Linked DNA regions of Rattus norvegicus: region 2 is linked to region 1. Evidence: chromatin contacts called from public Hi-C data. All regions are on one chromosome and are shown on one strand. Each heading gives the region's core, a stretch centred on a gene start, on an enhancer-like site or on the middle of the called end of the contact. The rest is flanking DNA. Distances are from core to core; before and after follow the strand shown.

Evidence for each region. A called contact is a pair of places that touch in the nucleus more often than the background predicts.
Region 2: a Hi-C map of psoas muscle shows a contact between it and region 1, with 3 times the contacts expected there. The contact joins the promoter of Nop56 here to the enhancer-like site in region 1. A contact is called at or near these places in 11 of 12 Hi-C or Micro-C datasets (the A7r5 cell line, the Rat2 cell line, Schwann cells and 6 more) and 1 of 1 datasets of contacts at active chromatin or transcription factors (oligodendrocytes).

Annotation. Positions count from the first base shown.
Region 1 is chr3:137,720,405-137,726,337 of GRCr8, forward strand. No RefSeq gene overlaps it. Among named protein-coding and RNA genes, the nearest start is that of Tgm3, 42 kb to the left of the region's middle. Within about 2 kb of position 2,682, at least 1 of the 93 cell types and tissues checked has an H3K27ac peak or open chromatin away from gene starts, as enhancers often do.
Region 2 is chr3:137,927,946-137,933,878 of GRCr8, forward strand. Nop56 (NOP56 ribonucleoprotein) reads left to right here and starts at 2,234. Exons shown (of 12, transcript NM_001025732.1): 1 at 2,234-2,292; 2 at 2,452-2,541; 3 at 2,850-2,964; 4 at 3,304-3,465; 5 at 3,613-3,811; 6 at 4,123-4,310; 7 at 4,394-4,545; 8 at 4,716-4,816; 9 at 5,157-5,305; 10 at 5,530-5,651; 11 at 5,838-5,933. The coding sequence starts at 2,290. Snord110 (small nucleolar RNA, C/D box 110) reads left to right here and starts at 3,126; the gene lies at 3,126-3,194. It overlaps Snord86 (small nucleolar RNA, C/D box 86), which reads left to right and starts at 4,879; the gene lies at 4,879-4,964. Snord57 (small nucleolar RNA, C/D box 57) reads left to right here and starts at 5,698; the gene lies at 5,698-5,769. It also overlaps LOC134478803 and LOC134478802.

The sequences.
Region 1 (5,933 bases), core at 1,432-3,931:
AAATTGAATCCTTTATATGTAATTATTCTTTCCAAATTACCCATCAGGCAAGACTCCATCCCCTACCCTGCATGGTACAGAGAGAAGCTTCAAACTCGCATAGGAGGCATTGCCCCTTGTAAAGAAGAGACCTTTCCCTAGGTCAGACCACTGACTATTTACTCCTCTCCACACTTCCCAAATTGGGGTTGCCCTGCAGAGCCTCAGCTATGCTTTTTGGAAAACACCCTCTAGCCTTTGAAACTGGATTTGTCGTTTAGAGTTAGGTGGGGACACCCACTTTCAGCTGCTAAAGAAACAAAACCCCTTGAGGCATATATATATATATATATATATATATATATATATATATATAATCAAAATGGGGTTAGAAATGCATGAGAGGTGACACTTAATGCAAAGAAAAGAGGAGCAGGTAGAGACTGGCCCTGAAGACTGCGGTCAGGCCTGACTCACAGGAAAGAAGAAGCAGACGGAAGGGACTCTAGGAACACGGCATGGCTCTAGGAAAACCTCAGCCAGCCCCATGGCCAGCTGTGTGCAGCAAGTTCTCCCGTGGAAATGTTTACACAGACTGGCTGTGCTAGTCATGGCTAAGGCTGTCCTAGAAGCCCATAGTCTCAGCTCAAGAGCTGAGGTGAGCCCAGAGCATCAGGAAAATACGAGGCAGCCCACTTCCATGTCTGCTGTGTGGATCCTGAAGGTAAATCTGACCTTCTGTAAACTCTCACAAAGCAGACCAGATTTGCTTTACCTCTGCCCATTTTAGCCAGCCAAAGGGTACACAGGAGACAGAATATGCACGAGGTATGCATTCTGCTGTGCACCGTGCCCGTGACACCTCTGAGGAGAACGGTGCTTCGTGAGAACACCTTAGATTCCTTACTTTAATTGTCAAGTCTTATCTCGCCTCACTCTTACCAGGTGAAGAGATAAGGTAACACAGCATCCCATGAGTCACCTCCTTTGAGGAACAGAAAAGAAAAAAGAAAGAAAAAAAAAAAGACTTGGAGCTTTGAGGTTGCATTTGCTAATCCAAAACTATCAACCTCCAGAGTTATGCTGAAGTGAGATATACACATTCTGATTGGTTAAGGCACTTTCGATTGGACATACCTTAGCTCAGTGTCCTAGTCAATACATCCAGATCAACTCCCAGCTCCCACACGGGGGCTCACAAGCATCTGTAACTCCAGTTCTAGAGGACCCAATGCCCTTTCCCCGTAGAGCATGGGAATCCACATGTTGTACAGACATACATACAGGCAAAGCATTCACACATAAAGTTAAAAATGAATATTTTTTAAAGACAACTACTGTCAAATTGGACAACTACACACCGCTACAAAAACTGAATCTGAACTATAAAGTTGGTATGAATTAAATGTAAAAAGATAAAAAATTATGTATTCTGCAAGTGGTGACTGAAAGAAATCTGGAAGGGGCATACAAGTATGCAGAATAGACAAAGATGTTACCAGAGACAAAAATATTTTCTAATGGTAAAATATCAATACATCAAGAAAATTAGAATTGTAAGTACCCTCATATTTCTTTGACCATGGGAACACTAGCATCAATACCAAATATGCCTGCCAAGCTCCCAAATGAATGAAAAGTAATAGAAAGCCTTCAGAATGCCGATGGGTGACAGGGAGCATGAAAGAGAACCGCTCTGCGGAATTTTAACACGTATGCACAGCTCATCAGACTTTATATGTTGAGGGCTGGCTGAGGAACCAAGACTTCTCCTGAGTCTCTGACGTATGGAGAAGGGATTTAGTTCCTTCTCGAGGGTCTTGCTTAACAGAGCTGGTAATGTGCCTTGGGGGAACTATAGCTTCAGACATGACCCCCAACTCTTCCCACCCTACAGGGCTGCGGTTATCAGTCTCAGACCCCGTATGTACAGTCTGTAACGTTCATGAGATACCTTGGGTTCCCCTTGTACAACATTGTTTGATTAGCTTCATATGATCTTGCCCTTATTGTATGATAGTTTCCACGGACTGTCTCATTTCTTCCCTAAAAGTAATATATAAGGCGATGCATTTCTTTTATTTTTAAATGTATTTATTTATTATATATGAGTACACTCTAGCTGTTTTCAGACACACCAGAAGAGGGCATCAGATCTCATTACAGATGGTTGTGAGCCACCATGTGGTCGTTGGGAATTGAACTCAGGACCTCTGGAAGAGCAGCCAGTGCTCTTAACCACTGAGCCATCTCCCCAGCCCAGCGCTGAACTTCTTAATAACCTTGTTGCAATAAATAACATAAATAACATAAATAACAGTTTATGCAAGGCCTCCTGGTCCCAAACTTTCTTCTCTATCATCCTTCCTATTTATCTCCTGATCTCCTGCTCCTCTCACTCGGGATCCTGTCACTGAAAAAGCAACCTGCTGGTCCACGTAATTAAAAACCAGTCTATAATAGATTATCTTACTTTCTAATGAAATTTTAATGTTTGAACACATGCAGCCACATTAAGGTATTTTATGCGAGCGTGTTAACAACATCAAAACATTTTAAATATGTAAAAATATAAGAGGATTGGTTGTTTTAAAGTAGACAGTGACATTCCCCGACTCCTCCCACAGGATATACTGCAGCGTCTTCTTCCCCGTATTTTATAGTCCTTAGAAATGGGAAAGAGGCACCCCCTAGTGGTCTATGGGAGAATAACATACATAGTATGTAAATCTGATGGGCTATGCTTGAGCTTGAATTCTGTGGGGTTGAGGGTGTGGGTGTTTTAAAATATGTCGGTGGTACACTTCACCCTGCATGCTGTGATCTCCAGGCCATGAAATTACCAGGCAAAACTTTCAGTGAGTGATAAATGATTAATGAGTCCCTACTATGATCAGGTTGTAAGGATTGGGGGCAACGCTTGGTGGTTTCTACAGGTTCGTGGTCACACAGACTGGGAGACTGTGGGGGGGGGGGCAGGAGATAGATGACACGGTGAGGACTCAGATAGACTTTTACCACAAATCCAAAAGTGATTAGTGCTGGGAACACTCGAGAGGAGTGTGGTGTATGTGTCACTGTGATTGGCAGTGTTTAGAGTCACCTAGGAGACACACCACACCTCTGAGCGTACCGGTGAGGGTCTTTCCAGAGAAGGTTAACTGACTTACCCTGACTGTGGGGAGCACCATGCCTTGGGTTGGGGTCCTAGACGAAAGACAAGGAGAACATTCACAAAACACACCACCACACACCTCGCTCCACGTCCTGAGCATGCGCACACGGGACCAGCTGCCCCACCTCCCTGCCATCACAGCCAGAGATGCTCTCACTGTTCTTCCTTCCTTGCCCTGCCAGAACCCACTGCACTCTCAAAGTGTGAGCTAAATAAAGTTGTTCTTTCTACGAGAGAAGTAACTAGTATTTAGTGGAAGTTGGCAAATCAAAGTACAAGAGAAATGCCTATAGGAGAGGCCTGGTTTACGAAGTTTCAGAGAAGGGCAAGGGCTCTATTGGGAACTGGGCTAGAGACCATCCACAATACACTCTTATAAGAAGAATCTGGGAAGCCCGTTCTTTTCTGAGGGGAGGCAGAAAGGGGGTGGATCTGAGGGAGAGGGAAGGTGGGGAAGAGGGTAGGGGGAAGGAAAGGAGGGAGACTGACCGGGATGAAAAACGTGAGTCGGAAATTGGGGGGGGGGGGAATGGTTATCTTAATAAACAAATCTACATGTAAAAACAAAAAACAAAACAAAACAAAACAAAAAGGACATGGCTACATTCTGCCTGTGTCCTGAAAATCAGAGTGGAGGTGAAGTCAAAAGAAATAAGCCTATTTGTTTGGGGAGGAAATTGCAGGGCAGATCATTCTGCAGACTATGAAATGGTTGTCACTTGTCATACATCTGTGGTGAGAGAGTACAAATAAGTAGAAAGTGTGCGTTTTGGTGAGAGTGCTAAGTCAAATGATCATTCAACATATTTGTGCCAGAAAGACTTAGTCAGTGAACGGATGCACTGGGACAAGCGAGTCTCAATGCAAAGCCCAAATAACATGAAAATCCAGGACAAAATGTCCCCTGCAAAAGCGACTGACCAATCCCATAGTCATGGCCCCAGTAGAGTGACTTGGATAAAATTCCAGACAGAGAATTCAAAAGGAGCACGAGTAAACCTGTGGGTGCTTTGAAAACGATATGGATAATCTCCTGAAGGGAATCCTGGGAACATAAACAGCTGGATTAAACGAGGGAAGCAATTCAATTTGTGAAAATAGATATCAACAGAGACAGAAATACTGAAGAAAAGCCAAGTTGAAGGGAAACTGAAGAGGAGGTTCCATAAAACACAACGCAAAGGAAAACCCCAGGGCAGGACGTCAAGGCCTGCAGACAGCGGAGAGGAGGTAGACCACACAGTCCAACTCAATGGCAAATGTTCTAAAGTACAAAGGGAATGTGCGAGATCTTTACAACACCATGAAAAGGCCATATCTGCAAATATAGACAAAGTAGAAAAATCTATAGAGAAGTCAATAAAATATTTTCAATAAACTCCCCAAATATGTGGAAAGAAGTGTCCTACCAGGTATAAGGAAACCAAATAGACAGAGCCAGGAAGAAAGAATTCCCCACATAATATTATAGTTTTAAAAAGAAAGGAAAGAAACCTAAATATTCAGAACAAACACAGTAAAGTGTCAGGAGAGGGGCTGGGCACACACACAGGCAGATCCATGAAAACAAAAGCCAGTTTTTCAGTGGAAACTCTAAAACTTAGTAGGGCTTAAAAAGACGTGACTCAAGTTCTGAGAGACCACAGCTACAAACCCATGTTACGGTGTCCAGCAAAGCTGTCACAGATCAAGAAAAAGAAAAAACTTAACATGCCAAAAGCAGACTAAAGCAACTTACCATCACTAAGCCAGCACTCCAGAGGACATTGGAGTCAATATCACAGATGGACGGGAGTGACAAGCTCATCAAAGAGCTATAGCAAAAGCAAGAAAACTGGACAGTTACTAACCAAATACGACTAAACACTATAAAATAAAAAACGAGAGAATTAATACATCTTTCAGAATTAGCCCTGAATATTCAATAGACTTTGTTCTTCATTCTACCAGACAAACTAGCATATTGGATTTGAGAACAGAATTCCTGGGCTGGGAAGATGACTCAGTGGGTCAAGGCACCTGCTGCCAAGCCTGGTGACATGTGTTCAATGCCCCAAGGGTCCCAGAGTGAAGGAAAGAACGACTCCTACAAGGTGTCCTCTGACCTCCATGCATGTACCATGGTGTGTGCACACATGTACACACACACACATACACACACACACACACACACACAGAGAGAGAGAGAGAGAGAGAGAGAGAGAGAGACCACACACATACACACACCACACACACTCCCAACAAATAAATAAATAAATAAATAAATAAATAAATAAATAAATAATTTTTAAAACCCAGGATTCTTATGATTATGGCTGTAAAGAAACACACCTCATCATCAAAGATAGACACAGGGGTTGGGGATTTGGCTCAGTGGCAGAGCGCTTGCCTAGGAAGCACAAGGCCCTGGGTTCGGTCCCCAGCTCCGAAAAAAAGAACCAAAAAAAAAAAAAAAAAAAAAAAGATAGACACAGCCTTGCCCACATGACTGCCTAGCATACATAGTACCCGGAGGTATACAAACTTCTGGAGCGGGGAACCCGTCATCAGTTTTGCCTAGCCAGCTGCAGTACACATCTATAAGTTAATGGTACAATAGTGATTTAACTGTTTTGGGGGAAACAAACCACTCTCTGATTGAATTTGAAGTCTACTCCATGCCTGATTAGGTAAACCAACAATCTAGGATTAGCTTGTCCTTGATTGCCTCCCAGAACTTGAAGATTAGACCTTATTGCCAGAGGCACCATTCACTTTGGACGTTGGACTTGGAGGAATA
Region 2 (5,933 bases), core at 984-3,483, 210 kb after region 1:
AGTCTCTATATCCTACTTAATATTGCCCATGAGCTACCAAATTAACTCTGTAACCTACTAAGAGATTCTAACCTCTTACTAGAAACACATTCTCTAGTAGTTAAGTACCTCTAAAGCCATAAAGATTTAGGGTTAAGTTAAAAAATAATGGAGTTACATGGTGTTACTATTTCCCATTATATTCTGGAATCATCCATTTGACCATGTATGGCAATAATTTGCCCTGTTTAAGAAATTAAGTTTTCAATAGATTAATTTTGTCATTCCACTCTAAAAAAATGTGAAATGTGGGGCTGATGAGATGGCTCAGTGGGTAAAGACATTCCTTACCAAGTCTGAAGGCTCAACTTAATCCCCGGAACCCATGTGGTAGGAGAGAACCAACTCCCACAAGATGTCTTCATCTACACACGCAGTGCCATGCACACCCACAGAGAAGCAAACACACATACACAGTAACATCTTTAAAAATGAGACAAGTAGGGCTGGAGAGATGGCTCAGTGGTTAAAAGCACCTGACTGCTCTTCCAGAGGTCATGAGTTCAATTCCCAGCAACCACATGGTGGCTCACAACCATCTGTAAAGAGATCCAGTGCCCTCTTCTGGTGTATCTGAAGACAGCTACAGTGTACTTATATATAATAAATGAATAAATCTTTAAAAAAAAAAAGAGACAAGTAGTGACTTAGTTTTGAGATCATGAACCAAAATGCAGTAATAACCATATCTGTAAACAATACTGAGATTATTATGATTTAATCAGTAATGCTTAATATAGATTTATAAGTGCAATAAAATGAACTATGTGCTTCCAATTTTTTGCTGTTGAAACACTTTACTCAGAGGGCTGGGGAAAACCTGGAGAAATCCTGTCTGCTGTCCTGCATGGGGCAGACCTTGGAGATCTCCCAATCTCTCTGTGCTTCAATATTTAAAATGTTTATGTGTATGAGCATTTTGCCTACATGTATGTGTGTGTACCACATATATGGCTGGTACCCGTGAAGGCCAAAAGAAAGCAACAGATCCCCAGGAACTGGAGTTACAGGTAGATGTGAGATGCTATGTAGGTGCTGAGAAGTGGACCTCGGACCTCTGGAAGAGTCATCAGTACTCTTGACCACTGAGCCATCTCTCTACCCGACGAATGAATTCAGTAAATTCACTGAGTTGAGAAAACAAATCAGATACAACTTATAAATGTGCCTTATGGTTATAAGAATTTTCAAAATCCCTTTAGGAGTTGCAGTAGAGTTCAGCTGGTGGAGGCCCTGCCTTGAATTCGCTAACAGATACACAGGACTGGTAGAGGTTCAAAGAGCATACACGTAGTCAGCTACAGAGCCGCCAGAAGGTGGGGGGGAGGGGTAAGGAAGGGAGGAAAGGGAAGAGGGAAAAAGGAAGAGTGAGGAGGTGAGGAAGGATGAAGGAAAGGAAGAGGGGAATGGAAAGAAAATGAGGAGGGAAGGGAGGTAGAGGAGAATCCCCTTAGCATTATTATTTTCTTTAAGGCACAGACTAAGAGGCAATCAAGTTTGGGACTTAAAATGCTAAAACTAAAGTTATGTGGGTTTTTTTTCCTCTTTAAAGCAAGAGTAATTTTAAATTAGATACCTTGGTGTGCCAACAAATGACATTGTTAAACAAGAAAGCAGCTTCTTGGAAGGATTCAGGGCCCACTCAGCCATGAGCACCACGTGGTGCCGAGCAGAGCTCGGTTCTATGAAGCAGGGCAAGGAAGAGAACTAGCAAGAGGTAAACCGCCATTATCTACGCCACTGCCCGCACCAACACTTTTTTGAACAACAAAATTTAAGAGGAAGACGCAGGCAGCAAGGAGCCGCCATTTCTGCAGCGTCGGGGACCGGGTCCCAGGCGGAAGGCGAGGACCAGGACTGTCTGGGCAGCGGGAAACCGACAAAGTTCATCAGGGAGCCTTTCGTTCCCTCACCGAGTTCCGCCTCCCGGCACATGGGTAAAAAAGCACGAAAAACGGAGAAGAATGATCTCCAGGCTCTGCGGCCTGCCGGTAAGACCGGCGCCATTCATTCCCGACACAGTCTCAGCTCGCTCAGGCTCAGAGGCCCAGATGGGCAGGCCCGCTCGCGCCCGCGTAATCCAACCCGCCCGACGGACGATACCACACCCGCAAATCCCTCCGAAGACCTAGTAATGGTTCCGTCCCCAGCCTCTGATTGGTCCAACAGGAGAAGGCGTGGCCTCCGCAGTCTGGTTCCGCGCGCCAGAGCGCGCTACCCGCATTGCGAGCTGGGCACGGAGCAGGCGCCATGGTGAGGAGTGGTTGTGGGTTATTTGCGTTGTGAAGGCCTCAGTGTGCGTCTGGGTTTGCATTCAGGTTTGGGCTCGGAGTTTGGGCCAGGGCCTGCTCTAGCAGCGGCCCAGCGGACTCGGAAGTTTGACTAATGGCCGCGCGCCGGTTCCCTTTTCAGGTTCTGCTGCACGTGCTCTTCGAGCATGCGGTCGGCTACGCGCTGTTAGCGCTGAAGGAAGTAGAGGAGATCAGCTTGCTGTTGCCGCAGGTGAGTGGAATCGGTGGGCTCGTGGTGCTGCAATGCAGCCCCTAAGGCCGCCAAACCCCAGCATGCACCGCGTGTTCCCACGTGGCCGACCGCACCGAACGGGGAGGGGGGCAGAGCTGTAGAACGAGGGGACTCTAAGGCTAATCTATATAATAGGAGAGGTTGTAGATCAACATCTCATACTCTCATTTCTTAAGAATTAGAGTCCGGATGCGGGCCTAGGCACCAATTGCTACAACAGCTGGTGTTCCTGCTTTACTGCGCGGTAGAGGCCAAATTCAAAGAAAGCCCATTCATCCTCTCCACAGGTGGAGGAGTGTGTGCTTAACCTTGGCAAATTCCACAATGTCGTTCGTCTGGTGGCCTTTTGCCCCTTTTCTTCATCCCAGGTTGCCTTGGAAAATGCTAATGCTGTGTCTGAAGGTGAGCTCCCCCCCCCCCCCAGGGATGCGTGTTTCTGAATGGCTGATGATTTTCTTCTAAGCTTGATAGATTCTAGGCATTATTTGAGACCTACAAGATGGCAGTTTAAAACAGTTAAATGCTTCACAATTGTGCTCCCGGACCTGTGGTTGAGTCAGGCTTTGCAATGATGACTTGAAAAATCTGTCAATCCCCTGAGTGATCGATGATGACTCCATGTTTCTGAGCAATGCCTGAAGGGATGGGTGTTCCTGTATGGTCGGAGTGGAGGCACAGTCCTTCCTCTGTTACAGTTGGGACATTCTTCGTCGCGTTAAGAGCTGTGTTCTTTGTTCCAAGGTGTTGTTCATGAGGACCTCCGCCTGCTCCTGGAGACATACCTGCCATCTAAAAAGAAGAAAGTACTTCTGGGGGTCGGAGACCCCAAGATCGGTGCTGCTATACAGGAAGAGTTGGGGTACAACTGCCAGACTGGTGGTGTGATAGCTGAGATCCTTCGAGGTAAGAGTCCTGTTCAGTGTGTTGCCTCTACCATGTGGATGAAGTACCACAGAGGCCAGGAGAGGGGCTGCTGGTTTCTAGTAAGCAGCTATGAGTGGTTATGTGGGTTCTAAAAGGTCCTTAACCATAGTCCTGCCTTCTTTTTAGGGGTTCGTCTGCATTTCCATAACCTGGTGAAGGGTCTGACAGATCTTTCTGCTTGTAAAGCCCAGCTAGGGCTGGGACACAGCTATTCTCGTGCCAAAGTTAAGTTTAATGTGAACCGGGTGGACAACATGATCATTCAGTCTATAAGCCTTCTGGACCAACTGGATAAAGATATCAATACCTTCTCCATGCGTGTCAGGTAAGGTGCAGAAGCCACCAAACACTGGTTTTCTTCGGCCTAGTTTAGCTAATGCAAACTTAAGGTCAAGCAAGGCTGATAATTTGTGGGTAGAATCATGGACCAAAGCCAGGCCTCCTTGTGCTTACCACAGGCTGTGTTCCTACACTGACTGTATAGAAAGAGGAGGCAGAATAAACTACCCTGTGTACACCTCAGCCTAGGCCACCATGCCTGGTCTGTATTGTGAATGGGTAGACAGTGATTTGAGGGAGCCTGGGACCTGAGATCAGGTTTGACAGCTGGGTCAAGGTGTGATTGTCCCTCTGCAGGGAGTGGTATGGGTACCACTTTCCAGAGCTGGTGAAGATTATCAACGACAATGCTACATACTGTCGCCTGGCTCAGTTCATCGGGAACCGCAGGGAGCTAAATGAAGAAAAGTTAGAGAAGCTGGAAGAAATTACAATGGATGGAGCCAAGGCTAAGGCCATTCTGGATGCCTCTCGGTCCTCCATGGGTCAGTGCGGAGCGAGGCAGCCCGTATAAGGTACGAGGCTCCTTGAGTATCTGGTCCCCCTGTTCACACTAGGTGTTTCCTAGGCATGGACATATCTGCTATCGACTTGATAAACATCGAGAGCTTCTCCAGTCGTGTGGTGTCTTTGTCAGAGTATCGCCAGAGCCTACACAATTACCTTCGCTCCAAGATGAGCCAAGTAGCCCCCAGCCTGTCAGCCTTAATTGGGGAAGCGGTGCGTCATGGGGAACACAAAAGTGGGGGAGTAAAACATAGCATTCTGTACCGCTATACTTGTGGCTAGCATGCTGTCCCTAGTTGTTGCATGGTGGGGAGGAGGAGAGGGGAAAGAGTGGTAGGTCAGGTTTCTGTCCACTCACCTGCCCTCCTTGGGTCTCTCTCCAGGTAGGTGCACGTCTCATTGCCCATGCTGGCAGCCTCACCAACCTGGCCAAGTACCCAGCATCCACAGTGCAGATCCTTGGGGCTGAAAAGGCCCTGTTCAGGTACCAGTGAGGGCGCCTGCCCATGTCAGGTGCTGCTTCTGGTGTCCACTGCTTTGTTTGGGGATTACAGTGATGGCTGACCAGGACTACCTGACCTATAGAGGCCTCTACTATGGGAGTGATGGCCAGTCCTAGTGTCTGAGTGATTCCCAGGGCCCAGCAAAAAGGGACCAAGTTTCCAGGTCAGCAAATTGAATGCCTTCCCTCTCTGTCTCTGGGAGCTAGGTTGGCGCACGTTGAGGTAGAAAGTTCAGCCAAGTCTGGTGGGAAATTGTAAGAGGGGAACTTGACCGTTTAGGTCAAGTCTTCTGACTAAACTGTTCACTGAATATTCTCACAGAGCCCTGAAGACAAGGGGTAACACACCAAAATACGGACTCATTTTTCATTCCACTTTCATTGGCCGAGCAGCTGCAAAGAACAAAGGCCGTATCTCCCGATACCTAGCAAACAAATGCAGTATTGCCTCAAGAATTGATTGCTTCTCTGGTATGGATGGGGAGGTTGGCATTTGAGTGAAGGGGTTACATTGGGGGGGGAAGCAACCTACCTTGGCAGCTTCTACAATGATGGTAATATTTTTCGTCAACAGAGTTCACCTAGTGAGTGTTGACACTTTGGGTCTGAGTGAAGCTGAGGGGAGAGGGACTGGAGAGTCATTTGTCTTGTCAAGAGTTGTAATTGGCTTTGTTTATACATACACATACATCTAGAGGTCCCCACAAGTGTATTTGGGGAGAAACTCCGGGAACAAGTTGAAGAGCGGCTTTCTTTCTATGAGACTGGAGAGATTCCACGGAAGAACCTGGATGTCATGAAAGAAGCTGTGGTACAGGTCAGTGTGCTTTGTTGTGGTAGCTGAGTACCCCAAAGATTACTGTTGGAGATGATGAACTGACTCAGCCTGACCTTCAGAAATGGAGGTGATAAAACTGATTTAATGAGCCTGATCCAGCAAGACAGAAGTGTTATGGCAAGTTGGAGGTTGTCTGGTTTTTTCAGCACTTTGCTTTTTTGCCAGGCAGAGGAAGCGGCTGCTGAAATAACCAGAAAGCTGGAAAAACAGGAGAAGAAACGCTTGAAGAAGGAAAAGAAGCGACTGGCTGCACTGGCCCTG